Linked DNA regions of Sus scrofa: regions 2 and 3 are each linked to region 1. Evidence: chromatin contacts called from public HiChIP or PLAC-seq and promoter capture Hi-C data. All regions are on one chromosome and are shown on one strand. Each heading gives the region's core, a stretch centred on a gene start, on an enhancer-like site or on the middle of the called end of the contact. The rest is flanking DNA. Distances are from core to core; before and after follow the strand shown. Region 1 holds the start of POLR1D (DNA-directed RNA polymerases I and III subunit RPAC2). Region 2 holds the start of URAD (putative 2-oxo-4-hydroxy-4-carboxy-5-ureidoimidazoline decarboxylase). Region 3 holds the start of RPL21 (60S ribosomal protein L21).

What was found. Promoter capture Hi-C pulls out the DNA fragments that hold promoters and counts their contacts. HiChIP or PLAC-seq counts read pairs in DNA pulled down with a chosen protein or histone mark.
Region 2: a contact with region 1 is called in a promoter capture Hi-C map of liver, with 7 times the contacts expected there. The contact joins the promoter of URAD here to the promoter of POLR1D in region 1. A contact is called at or near these places in 1 of 5 promoter capture datasets (liver) and 5 of 47 Hi-C or Micro-C datasets (embryonic fibroblasts and liver).
Region 3: a contact with region 1 is called in an H3K27ac HiChIP or PLAC-seq map of alveolar macrophages. The contact joins the promoter of RPL21 here to the promoter of POLR1D in region 1. A contact is called at or near these places in 1 of 47 Hi-C or Micro-C datasets (embryonic fibroblasts) and 1 of 2 datasets of contacts at active chromatin or transcription factors (alveolar macrophages).

The regions. Positions count from the first base shown.
Region 1 is chr11:5,041,790-5,045,969 of Sscrofa11.1, forward strand. POLR1D (DNA-directed RNA polymerases I and III subunit RPAC2) reads left to right here and starts at 2,485. Exons shown (of 2, transcript XM_003357811.4): 1 at 2,485-2,697; 2 at 3,554-4,132. The coding sequence starts at 2,672. The coding sequence ends at 3,929. It overlaps LOC106505238, which reads left to right and starts at 2,571. Exons shown (of 3, transcript XM_013980406.2): 1 at 2,571-2,697. The coding sequence starts at 2,672.
Region 2 is chr11:5,360,741-5,364,913 of Sscrofa11.1, forward strand. URAD (putative 2-oxo-4-hydroxy-4-carboxy-5-ureidoimidazoline decarboxylase) reads right to left here and starts at 2,741. Exons shown (of 3, transcript XM_003357809.4): 1 at 2,651-2,741; 2 at 1,843-2,169. The coding sequence starts at 2,131.
Region 3 is chr11:4,730,019-4,734,186 of Sscrofa11.1, forward strand. It overlaps RPL21 (60S ribosomal protein L21), which reads left to right and starts at 1,729. Exons shown (of 6, transcript XM_003482864.4): 1 at 1,729-1,995; 2 at 4,061-4,139. The coding sequence starts at 4,073. It overlaps LOC102162556 (a long non-coding RNA gene), which reads right to left and starts at 1,673. Exons shown (of 4, transcript XR_002336625.1): 1 at 1,255-1,673.

The sequences.
Region 1 (4,180 bases), core at 1,235-3,734:
AAGGATACTAGATCAAAGCCCATTTTCTACAGGGGTGCAGCGACGGGAATCCAGTCTGTCCAAGTACATAAAATTGATCTGCTGAGATCGACTTCATCAGTACTGCGTCACAGGTCAAGCAAGAAGGAAAAAAAAAAAAAAAAATCAAAATCTGTCCTGGGACGAAGGCCAATTTACAAGTAAGTATCACTGCTGCGAGAATGTGAAATTCTTAACGTGAAGACAGTTCCCATAAACTCACAACGGTTTCCTCCTCCTGAAGATTCACACGTTCACTCAACTTCGTTTCTGCGATTTCAAAAGAAACGTCTACGCAGCTAAGCCCCTGCGTGAGTGTCCTGGAGCTCCCGGCAGACAGAGCCGTCCTGATTCATAGCCTTAAATGCACAAGACACATCAGAAGAAACAGCACATCTGAGTCCCAAGCCCTCCGTCTAAAACACGGCATGAAGCTCTGAAAAGCGAGGGACGTCTTTCCTGAACGGAGCTGTGTGTTCAACTGCTTCCAAATCGAGAACCCTATTTTGAAAGATGCCAAGTTTCTCCCCCACCCTCTCCACCCTAAAGGGAGAGGTGACAACTCACAGGCAACAGGCGGGACGGGGCGGACGACCCCTCCCCGCTCCCGTCCAGGGGAACCAGACCGGCGCTGGGCAGCTAGGGGCACTCTCGCCCACGACAACGTACACACAGGGAACAAAAAACTCCTCCCCTCTCTCTCCCCCTAAAACCGGAGCACGCCGCGCAGAGATCCGCAACACGGCGGCCGGAACAGCCAAATGGTCACGGCAGGGGGCTGCCCGCCTGCCCCGGCGCCTGCCCGGCGGCGGGCGCCCGGCAGCCCGGCGCCCTCTTCCCCGGACCTGCGCGGCCGGCCCCACACCGGGTCCGCGGCCCCGCAGCCCGGCCGGGCGCGGAGAGCCGGGAGGACGCTGCGGCGCCGCTCCGGCCGCCTCGCCGCCCCACACCCCTCGCCGCCCGCACCTGAGGCGCGGCCGGACCCGGCGAGCGGGCGCGGAGCGAGGCGGGCAGGGCAAAGTTACTCACTGGGGACGCGCGGCTTCCCGGCGCTTCCGGCTCCCGGCGCCGCAGCCCAGCGCCGGCTCCGCTCTCCGCGGCCCGCTGAGGGAGCGCGCGGCCGGCCGGCCTCCGCTCCGCCGGGAATCGCCGCCGCCGCTGCGGATTTCCTGGCAAGAAGCAAACTCCAGCCAAGACTTCACTTCTCAACCGCCCCTGCTGCCTTCCCCCGGGCGGACGCCAGGGCCGAGCCGCGCAGCCCGACACGCACCGGGGCCAATCGGCGGCAGCACAGGGCGGGAGGGGGGCGGGCCAGAGGGCGGCTCCGCCTATCCGGGAGCTCGGGGGGCGGGCCGGGCCGGGGCTGACACTCCGGGTTAGAGTGAGCCCGCTCCGCCCCTCGCCGCCCGCCCTCCCCACTCCTCGGCTGTCCCTGCCGCTCGCCTGATTCCCCAGCAGAAGACGCGCTCGGGAAGTGCCTCAGCGCTCACCGCCGAACGCTGCGAGGAGAGGGGAACAGCTGGGGGCGGCGGCGAACATCGAGGGGGATCGGGGGTGGGGTAAGGAGAACAGGTGGCGCAGGAAAGCAGAGCTGTAGGCGTGTTGGGCTGGATGACAGCGGGGGTCGAGGGGTAGGGAGCGGGGCTGGCCGGGGTGAGGAGGCGAGGGGAGCAGGAGAGCGTGGAAGGCAGAAGGATTATTAGCGAACGGGAACACTAGGGGGGCGGAGAGCGGAGAGGCGCGAAGGGAGAAGGAGGGCGGAGAGCTAGTCGGACGGTGAAAGGGGGCGGGGGCACCTGGGAACAAAGGTGAGAGGGAGGTTCCGCAGGTGAGGAGGTTTATGAGGCCAAAAGGGTAAAGGGGAAAAGGACGTCCCAAACGAGGCAGGGCGTACTCCAGGGAGATCCTAAGAAAGGATTGGGGGAGTGGGGATCGGGTGGAGATGGTTTCCTTCCAAACTCTCGCTCCTCCCCCCCAAAATAGAAAATGCGTGTCCTTTGACCCCGTTGAGGGGTGCAGCTGCAAGATTCCGGATGAGACAAATACAGTCTTAAACCCATCCTCTTCAGTTGTGAAATTCATCAAAGTGTGCTGATTAACTATAATTTAAGTACGTCGTCCCATGAGAGTCCCTTGGGGGGCAGGGGACCCGCCTGGGACTAACTGTGTCCCCCACAGGTCTAGCAGCAAGTCAGAAGGAGGCCTGATCCTCGCTCTAAGAAGGGGAGTTTGGGGGCCACAGGTAAGGCCCCGCCCCCTTCGCCCGCACCTGGAGGAAGGCACCGGGGGCTGAGCTCCGGCGCCCACCGGCCGGTGCCGGCCTTGGGGCGGGGCGGCAGCCGGACCCCACCCATCTCCCCGCTAGCCCTCCCGGGAGGACTTGCTCTGGGAGCGCAGGTGAGCGGCTCAGGCCTCGCCACGCCCTCCTCGCGCCGGGGGCGGGGCGGGTGGGCGGGGCCCGGGCGGAGCCTCCACGCCCCGCCCAGTGGCCGGGCCCTGCCGCGCCGCTGCGGCTCCTCCCCCCTCCTTCCGTCCGCGCTCCTTCCGTCGGTCCTTCCTTCCTTTCTTCCTGCTGCGCCCGCACGCTTCGCGGTATGGGGCAGAGCCTTCGGCGGGCCGGCACCACCTGAGGATCCCGGAAGCCGCCCCCGCGATGGAAGAGGACCAGGAGCTGGAGAGGTAACGGCCGGGGAGTGGGGGCAGGAGAGGCGGGCCGCGCCCTGCCCTGGGAGCCGGCGGCCGGCCGGGGCCTCAGCCTCCGCGGCCCGGCCTAGCAGCGAGGGCCTGGCTGGGAGGACAGGCGAGGAGGAGGGAGCGGTGGGCGCCAGGGTGGGGAGAGGGAAGAGGGGGCGGGAGACCTGGATGGTTTGAATGGAGGCGCTCAGTGCTCTAGATATCGAGGAAGGAAGACAAGTTGCGAGACCAGAGTTAACTGCCCACCCCCCGCGTTGGAAAAGCAAGAGGAAGCATAGCTAACGTTCCGAACCACGCACCGTCCCCTGTTACCGGAGCGATGGGATTGGTGTGTTGGTCGGGCCCAAGTCCCTCCTCCGTGTAGAGCGCTCTTTAAGCTACTCTGCGCTGAGTGCTTTTTCTCCCTCCTGCTTGATGACTCTTCTCAGACTTTCCTTTCTAGTTTCCTTACCTCCTGCACGTTGAGGAGCTTTAGTTTCTATTTTTATAGTCGCGTTTTCCCACGCCTTTCAACTCCCCTTCCATCCTCTGGCAGGGCCCACCCGTTTCTAATAATAGCCCTTTCTTGTGACTCTACCAAATAAGATTTAGCAAGCTTTTTTAACGACACTCCCCTCGTGGCCATGTGGAGGGCCAAATGGCGTAGGGAGAAATTGGAGGCGATAAATTAAATATTGGTAGAATATGTGGAGGCAGGAAAATAAAAGGTTCATGCTAACAGTTCTCTGTAACTGCAGTGCATTGGAGTAATAGCATGTTACCATTGTGATACCGTAGATGAAAAAAGCTAGATACGAAAGCATATTCAGTATGATCTCATTTTTGCAAAAAATGTGTGTAGAAAAATATCTGGATTGAAGACCCCAATGGCTGAAGGCGAGAGGAAGACAGCCCTGGAAATGGTCCAGGCAGCTGGGACAGATAGACACTGTGTGACATTTGTTTTGCACGAGGAGGACCATACCCTAGGAAATTCTCTTCGCTACATGATCATGAAGAACCCGGAAGTGGAGTTTTGCGGTTACACCACAACCCATCCTTCAGAGAGCAAAATTAATTTGCGCATACAGACTCGAGGTGCCCTTCCAGCTGTTGAGCCCTTTCAGAGAGGCCTGACTGAGCTCATGAATGTCTGCCAGCACGTGCTTGACAAGTTTGAGGCCAGCATAAAGGCATATAAGGATCATAAAGCCGGCAGAAAGGAGTCCACCTTCTAGTCCCTTATGCCCTGTCCAGGGAGGACTGACCTCTAGGAGACCGTATTGGTGCTGTGACAAAGCCCAGAAGTAAAAGTTTGCGATGACAACCTGGTCTGTCCTGCAGAAGAGCCTGCCTCTAGCTCTTAACCATTTCCGCTGTTGGAGTCCCTGCAAGAACCCTCTGTATTCTTCTAATAAATTCCCTCTTTCATTCAAACCGATTTGAGTGGTTTCCGTTCCTTTGTCCTGGAGGTTGACTATTTTAGGGT
Region 2 (4,173 bases), core at 1,491-3,990, 320 kb after region 1:
GCCATCCGGGTTTGAATCCCAGTTTTGCCACTTTCTAGCTCTGCGTCCTTGATCAAGTTACTTAATCTCTCTATGCCTCAGTTTTCTTCTCTGTAAAATGGGGATAATAATGATACTACTTGTTTTCTAGGATTAGGATAAGGACTAACTGAGTTCACAAATGCAAAGTGTTTGGCAAGTGCTTGAAACCCAGCACTACTAAGAGTTAAATCCTTCGGGCGGCTGCTATTACCATCGCTGGCTTCGCCTGTCTAATGCCGTGAGGATGAGTAGGATTAGATCCCGGGCGATTAGAGACAGGCTGTGCTCCCAGCTGCCTGAGGGAAGCATAGGGCTGAGAAGCTGGCTCCACCAGCAGGGAGATCCCTCCAGAGAACCGAGCACAGAAAAGCAAACGAGCCTTTGTGTGGCCCAAACTCGGTCCAGTCATTTGTCCCACGGACCCGCCTCTAAAGTCACCCCAGTTAAAGAGTGGCGTGAAGGGATAACACCAGGGTGCATCATCTTTCAAAATCTTCTTCGGAATAATTTCATATATGCATTCAACAAACATTTTATCGAGTCCCAGTATCCACGGAGTGGTGTGGGCGTCCCACACTGGCCGGGATACAGAGGTTCCCTGATGTCTGAGGGTTCAGCCCTGAGAGGTGGGGGACGGTCCACATGCCCCCCCCCTTCCTGACAGCTTGATTTTTACCCCCATCCTCCCCCCTCCCTGGAGGCGCCTAAAAGGAATTAAGAGGAGGTCCCCATTCCGGAGAACTCCTCCGACCCCCGGAAACCGTGGCTGGCGGGGGTCAAAGCGCTGGGCTTCGGAGGGAGACCTCGCTTCCCCAAGATCCCCTCCGTGAAGGGAGCCCCCCTCTGTGAAGGCAGCCCGTCCGTCCCGTCCAGGCTCCTGCAAAGACCGTGCGCCCTGCCTGCCCCGGAGGCAGCCTTGGCGGCTCACCTTTGGCCTCTGAACCCCCGTGGGGCCGCGTGTCATTCTGAGTCACTGGGCTGGGCCTGACCCCAACCCCCCTCCCCTCCCCTCCCCACCCACAAGCGCCTCCCCTTCTCTCTCTGCCCAAGGATTTCAGCGCCGTCCCTCTCCTGCTCCAGAGGGATTCCTGCAGATTTTTGTCTTGCCGCCTCACCCCGCGGGGAGTTGCTGATCTGAGCGCGTTTACTCTGCGCAGCAGTCTGGTCCCAACCGGCCCTTTCTGGTAAGAATGTCAGCCGGTTGCTCTTTCCCCTGGGCCCTGAGATGCGGTGATACGGCGCTGGCTCCTCGCCTGCATTCAGAACATTCCCGGAGCGCACGCGGCTGGGGGGGCCCCCGCTGACCTTTGGCCTGTGAGGCCCCGGGACACCGCGCCTGTTCCTCTTTCCTCGTAACCCCACAGCTTTAATATTTAACAGCCGCTTTGCCCGAGCCAAGCGACCCGTGTTCTTTGATTCCCCTTTGGGCGTCACCAGTGCCGGATCCCCGCTACCGAACTGACCCCCCAAAGAAGGAAATACATCCACCAGCGACCAGCCACTAAAGGAAACATCGAAGCGTATTTTGAGAACCAAAAAGCAGCAGACTCACAGAGAGAGAACAAACCGGTGGTGGTGGTGGGGGGGGTCTGGGGCGGGGAGGGAGAGGGCCACACTTTTAGGTATAGGACAGGCTTGAAAATGTTTTGTGCAGCACCAATGTTTTGCAGCAACTGTCAATGGAAAGTAACCTTCAAAGAGTGTCTAACAATTTATATTTTTTAAAAATTTAAAAAGCCACGGGACCTCTCCCCACTACTTGGACAAGCCCCTCTGGGGTCCCTCGGTAGACCACCTCAGTGTCCGACACTGAAGCCTTACCTGACGGTGGAAGAGCGTCAATAAAGGCAAAAAAGTGCTTCTCTAAATCTTCCAAGCCAGAGAAGGGGCGCTGGGACCAAACAGCCGCTGCGATCAGAGGACATCTCTCGATGACATTCCCAAACACGTCCACAAATTCTCCGAAGTCCATGGAGTTGACCTTCTCAATGTCCATGGCTGCCGTTCCAGCGGGTCGAGGCTCCCCTCTGGGTGAGCGCGGCGGCTCTGCTCCCCAGCTGCTGTTTGCTGAACGCACAGGCTTGTTTTTGATGCAACAGCAGCTTGGCATGTTTTAAATGCCTCTGGGAGAGAAGCGGATCCTGAGTCCTTGTGCAATGAACAAACACAGGCTTAAGGTCTCAGCCAGGATGCAGAGACCTTGCAAAAGGGTAAACACATCCAACCAAACTCCCCCCGCCCCCAACCATCTCAGCTAGCAGGGGCTGTTTTTATTCTCGACATTCAAGGCGGATAGACTTCTGGTGCGATTCACATTTTTATGTCATCGTTATCCCAGGGATGTTTCCCCATAACCCAGACAGCTCATGAGTCAACCCACTTGCTTTGATGGCCCGTCTTGTTGCTGCTGCTGTGGAAAACAGAGAGTGTGTTTTACCCTTTCTCTGTATTGCACATGCTTAACACAAGGACTTAATAGACTCTTGTTCCACCAGATGTGGCATCCAGAATCATTCTGTCCCCTTCTCCTGTGTCGCCCACACACCCTTATGTGTTATTTTCTTCCCGAATATATCTATCCCTGTCTGAAAGCGCCTTGCTTATTGTGTGTATTTATTTGTGTTATCACCTCTCAGCCACGGCAAAGTCCATGAGCCTGGAGACAGTGTGTCTTGTTTGCTTATGTCCCGGGTGCCGAGTTCTGTGCCCACGGGAAGCGTGTAATAAACACGGGGGGGGAGTTGACCCGATGACCACGTGGATTAAATTTCTCACGCGAATACCTGCTATGCCTGCTCAAAACAGCAACACTGTGGGAGAGAAAGACAAAGAAAAGGAGGGCTCAGAATTTAAAATGAAAGCTATTGCTGCTGGTCCCTGTAGAGCTGAAAATGCAAATGTATTTCCAAAAGTCATGCTAACTCCACTTTCATCTGCATCCAAATTCAGTGAGAGGACAGCCTCGTTGTTTCCCAGCTCAGGTGTCACCCTTTGGCTTCCTGGGCCAAAGGGTCACGACTAAAGGACAGACAGAAAAGAAGGTGATGAAATTTGCTTTTCCAAGGGGGGAAATTGGTGGTGAAGTGTGTATATACATATATATATTTAATATTTATATGTTTATATACATATACATACACACGTCCTTCACCGACAGGTGAGGCGTATGTGTATATATGTTAACCATATACATATATTAACCTATATATGATTCACTCTTGCACATCACATGCTTCCCGTAGAAATGTGAAAACACTGGTTCTGTGGTGTGTGTGCAATGGCCCAACCACAGAACGTGCTCTGTTCTCCCTTCTGCCACCAGGGTCACCACAGTCCTTTTGTCCCTGCTGCTTTCCCTGAAGCCCCAGGAAACGGCTCAGGGTCCGTTGCCTCCGCTTCCCCTCCGTGGCGCCCCAGCCTCGGCCCCTCCCAGGGCTGGCTGCGCCCCATCAGAGTTCAGAAGAGGCCCCCGTTCTGGAAGGAGGGCGCCTTCCATCCTGGCTCCCAGCCTGGTTCCCACCCTGGTGCCAGCAACAGAAGCCAGAGCAGAAGCCGAGAGTCCGGAGAGAAGGGGTTCCGGCTCCACTGCTCCTCGACCCCCCACCCACCTTGCACAACCCTTACCTCCTCCTCTTACTCTGCACTCGGAAGCCCCTCCCCCCCGCCAAAAGCGCCCCAGCCAGGGCTTGGAGCCTGGCAGTCCTCAGCCCCCAGCCCCTCTGCAAGCAGCAGGAGAGAGATAGACATCTGAATTTGCAAGCGGAAACTCCTTCACTCATGGAAATGCTGATACGTGGTGGGAAGGGCCTCGCTGCAGACGTGCCTGCATTTCTGGCAGAGCCTGGGAGCCTGACCCCCTTTCAGCCTGTTTTATCTATGACAACAATGCAAGTGCAAACAGCCTGCTCACCTAGGAACTTTTAAGACACAAACGGCCAAAGTATTAAAGAGTCGTGTGCATAGAAACTGCATCCACACACGCACACACAAACTCACCCAAATTCCTAATATGGAATCTGGGGACCCACGCTACAGAAGCACCAGGGGTCCGGCGGGGTGTGTGGGGGGGTGAGCTCAGTTAATCCTGCCTGGCTCTCCCCCAGGCAAACCAATGAAGGAAATTTAAGCTAGTCAGAGGGGCAGGAAATTTTC
Region 3 (4,168 bases), core at 479-2,978, 310 kb before region 1:
CAGAGCCACAGCAACGCTGGGTCTGAGCCGCATCTGCAACCCACACCACAGCTCAAGGCAACGCCGTATTGTCAACCCACTGAGCAAGGGCAGGGATCGAACCTGCAACCTCGTGGTTCCTAGTCGGATTCGTTAATCACTGCGCCACGTTGGGAACTCCAGACAGATATTTTTAGGACATTTTATGAGCCCACTTCTTGCATCCCCTCATATCTAGAAAAACACTAACACCTTTCATGGTGACATCTGCCCCATGTGACAAGAAGTAGCCTTCACAAGACCAGCAGCAAACTTTGTAATATTCGTGCATGGCTGCACGCACCTCCCCCTCCCCCTTTATCACTTACATCTTGATAGTTCCCCTTTCCTCCAGGCGGCAGTATTTCAGAGCTGGCTGAAATACTGCCTTCTGGGCTGTACCTAGTGGACAAAACAAAAGATGTCAAGGTCAGTCACTCCAAAGTTGGGCCAGTTAGCCCTGAAGGAACTCAAGAAAGAAATACTGGCCCAGGGCTGGTGCGTATCAGAGGAGTGATTCCTGTAAGCCCAGACCGTTGCATCTTTCCAAAGAAACTGGTTTTCTGTAAAACTTTTTCTGCAAATCTGGTTTTCTGTAAATCTTTTGTTCCTCATACTCTCTCTTTGTTACAAAAACTCATATATCCTTGCTCCCCCCCTCACCTCTTTGGAGTGGTCTCCCAGGCTTAACTCCTAATTTAATCACCACCCCCCCAGCCAGGTATTCAATACCCAGCTCAAAAATAGTCAAGAAAGTTAAAGCCTCCCTTCTACCCCTTTCTTTATAGTCTCCTCCCTATCAGACAATACCACACTTCTAAATTAGATTTTCAGTTCCTTTTATTCCTGGACTAGTTTCACTACATATGCATGTATAACAAAAGCAATATATAACATTGTTTTACATGTTTTAAAATTGCACCTACGCGAATTCCCACCATGGCACAGTAGAAACGAATCTGACTGGGAACCATGAGGTTGCAGGGTTAGATCCCTGGCTTTGCTCAATGGGTTATGGATCCGGCGTTGCTGTGAGCAATGGTGTAGGTCGAAGACGCCGCTCGGATCTGGCGTTGGCCACCAGCTGTAGCTCCAATTAGACCCCTAGCCTGGGAACCTCCATATGCCCCAGGTGTGGTCCTAAAAAGCAAAAATAGAAAAAAGAAAAAAAAACTGTACCTACATAAATCTCCCTCTTTCTGCTTCATCACATTTCTAGGTTCAGTCTTGACTTACTGGCATATAATATTGCGTCCTGTGAATATCCCATGTTTATGCTCTTATTGATGGAAGTTTCCAATTTTTTGCTCCTACTCACAGTGGGGCTATGGACACCCTTGTCTACACAGCAAAGTTCCTATAAAATACACAGTTAGGAGCTGAATGCTGGAATTTGCTCTTTGGATATTTCGGTTTTACTAGAGTTTGCCCAATTGCTTCAAGGTGGTCTTAACATGTACGCACCTACCAGCAGGTGCGGAGGATGTTTAGACGCGTGGAGGAAAGAGCTGACTGAAAGACATACAAATTGGATAATACACTCTCTCCACCACCACTTGACTTCTGTGCCCACGCAGTCAAGTCTACAAGCGGCAGCTAAGCGCTCAGAGGAAATAACCAAGCGCTCCCAGCGGCCCCACAAAGCAAGCACCCGCCCGCTTCCGGCGTGGCGTCTGTCGCAGGCTTGACGTCAGCACGCTCGGGGCGTCGCCGCCCGGGTGGCGCCCTTGAAGGCCCCTTTCCGGGCTGTCTGGCAAGATCCAAGTGTCCGCTTGCGTGGGTCGAGCACCTCTTTTTCTCAAGAAAGGAAACCATTCTCACAGGCTCTTCTGGTTCCTGGGGACGCTACCCGCCCCCAGAAAAGAGTGGCTGCGGGCCGGCGTCCCCTCAGGCAGCGCCGCGGGCAGCCCGCAGGCCCTTGTAAGGCGCGCGCGCGGCCCCGCCTCCTCCTTTTCGGCCGGCACCGCCATCTTCCAGGTAGGGCCCGCGCGTGGCTCCCGGCGCCCGGCGTGCCACCGGCGTGAGCGCCAGCGCGGCGGCCGCGGCGGCCGGGCGTTGGGGTTCTGGAGAGACTGTCCAGTCCGCTTCGGGCCCGCTGGCTTAGGTTGGGGAGCTATGTCCGTCCGCGGCGGGCTCGGGCCTGGGCCGCGGGGCCGAAGGCCGGGCTCCGACGCCGCGGCCCTGCTCGGGGGACATGCGCTCGAAGCACCGGGGAGAGACACGTGGTTCTGTAATGTTTTCGGTGTGGTGTCCTAATCCCCGTTTGGGAACTTGCAGCGTCATGCTGTGGGGTAGAAGTTTAGGGTAGTGGGAGCGGGTTTAAAGTCAGCCGCCGGCCTGAAGCTCCGGTGAGGCCTGCGTGTGTCTGAAAGTCGGGGGTCGTGTGTCGGTGAACCACACAGGTGCCCACTGCGTCGATCGGCATAAGGAAGTCCCGGCCTTTCGTTGGTGATGCAGGAAATGATTTCTCGCGGCTTTAATTCTGGGCTGGGATCACAGTTGGACAAAGGGAGTAAACTGTGCTGCGGGTTCTGTTTTCGTAACGCCTGGACAAGTGTTGAGCGGAGGAGGGATTCATGAGTAGCCGAGTCAGACCTAACGTGAATAACCACTACATCTGAGTCTGGTTATGCAAACTGCGGGTTGCATTCCGTAGTGGGTCCCATTTTTGGAAGTATTACAGAATTTAAAGCATCGTTGCTTGGGACGTTAAGTATTATTTTTAAAAACGCGTTCGTTTGTGTATTCAACCATGTTCAATTTCTAGCTCAAAAAATGGGTCTAGTGGAAGGAGCGTGGATTCTGGAGTCAGAAGTGACTTCCATTACGGATTGTGCCACTTTGTGACTCCACATAGTGAGGTGGACCTGCAAGCATGTCTCCTTGTTTATGAACTTAATACAGAGTTGAGAATTAAAGCTGAACTTGTGCTGCATAGATGCTTAATGCCTTTTAAAAGGAAGGCTGCATTTGTTTTAACAATGGTTTGCTTCGAATGGGTTGGGTGAACCGTTCTTGTGTGTCTTCTTGCCACACAAGTTAACCTGAAAAAGGTACTTGGGTGTCACTGTTCTTTACGGTTAAGGGGTGGTAGGTAAAAAGAGACTGGTTTATGTTGGAACACTCTCAGAAACCTAAGCTGGCCTTCGGTTTATTTTGCCTTGTGGTAGGAGTAGTTGCTGGCAATGGTATGTTCTCCACTTGGATGATTTGAAGCAATGAAAACCATTTTCTGACCTTTGGGGAAATAAAGTGAAAGGTTCAACTTGTGAAAGCCTATTGATGAGTTCTTTGACTACTATTTACTAGTGATAATCCCTTTCCGAGTGCTAGGAATTGCTCCGTGTTTTGTAGACATTACCTTAGTTGTAAAAGCATTAACCCTATTTCACATGGGAGGGTCAGAGTTTAAGAGTAGGTCTCCCAGCAAATACTGGGCAGAACCTATGTCAGAATGAGTTCAGTGATTTTAAAGCCTACTGTATGTCCTCCTGTCTTATGTTTCCTTGTAAACCTAGATGTATGAAGTGAGCTAGTTTTGACAGTTAATAGATGTTGTATAATGAAACCTGTAGGTTGATAAGAAAGGGGCTTTAGTCTGTTGTGTTAAAACGCAAGACTGAGTTTTGTCATTGTCATGTCCCCGAACAGTACGTATATCTTCTAGTTAGCAATCCCAGTGCTCTTAGCAGTCTAGGCTGGGTTCTCCTGATTAGTGTGGCACAAGTCCTGTTGTGTTTTTATATTCTAATAGGAAAAGTACTGGTTTGGATTTTTAAATCCAGTTCGGCTTTTTAGGAGTTTTAAAGTTATAGAACTTAGGTGGTTTTGGCAGAAAGCTTACTTGGTAAAATAACTTGAGTTTGTTTCTGTTTTGTTTTTACCCTTTATAAGAACCATGCTGAACCGGCTTTTTAGATACTGGCTTGATTCTGATGTTTCTACCGAAATGCATGCATTTGTAATTACACGTTTTTTTTGGTTAAGGGGCAAGTAACAACTTTGCAGTTGTATTTGACTATTTTATGTTTTCTGGTTTCAGTAATTCGCCAAAATGACAAACACGAAGGGAAAGAGGAGGGGCACCCGCTATATGTTCTCTCGGCCTTTTAGAAAACATGGTGAGCAGAGTCACACTCCTTGGGGGCAA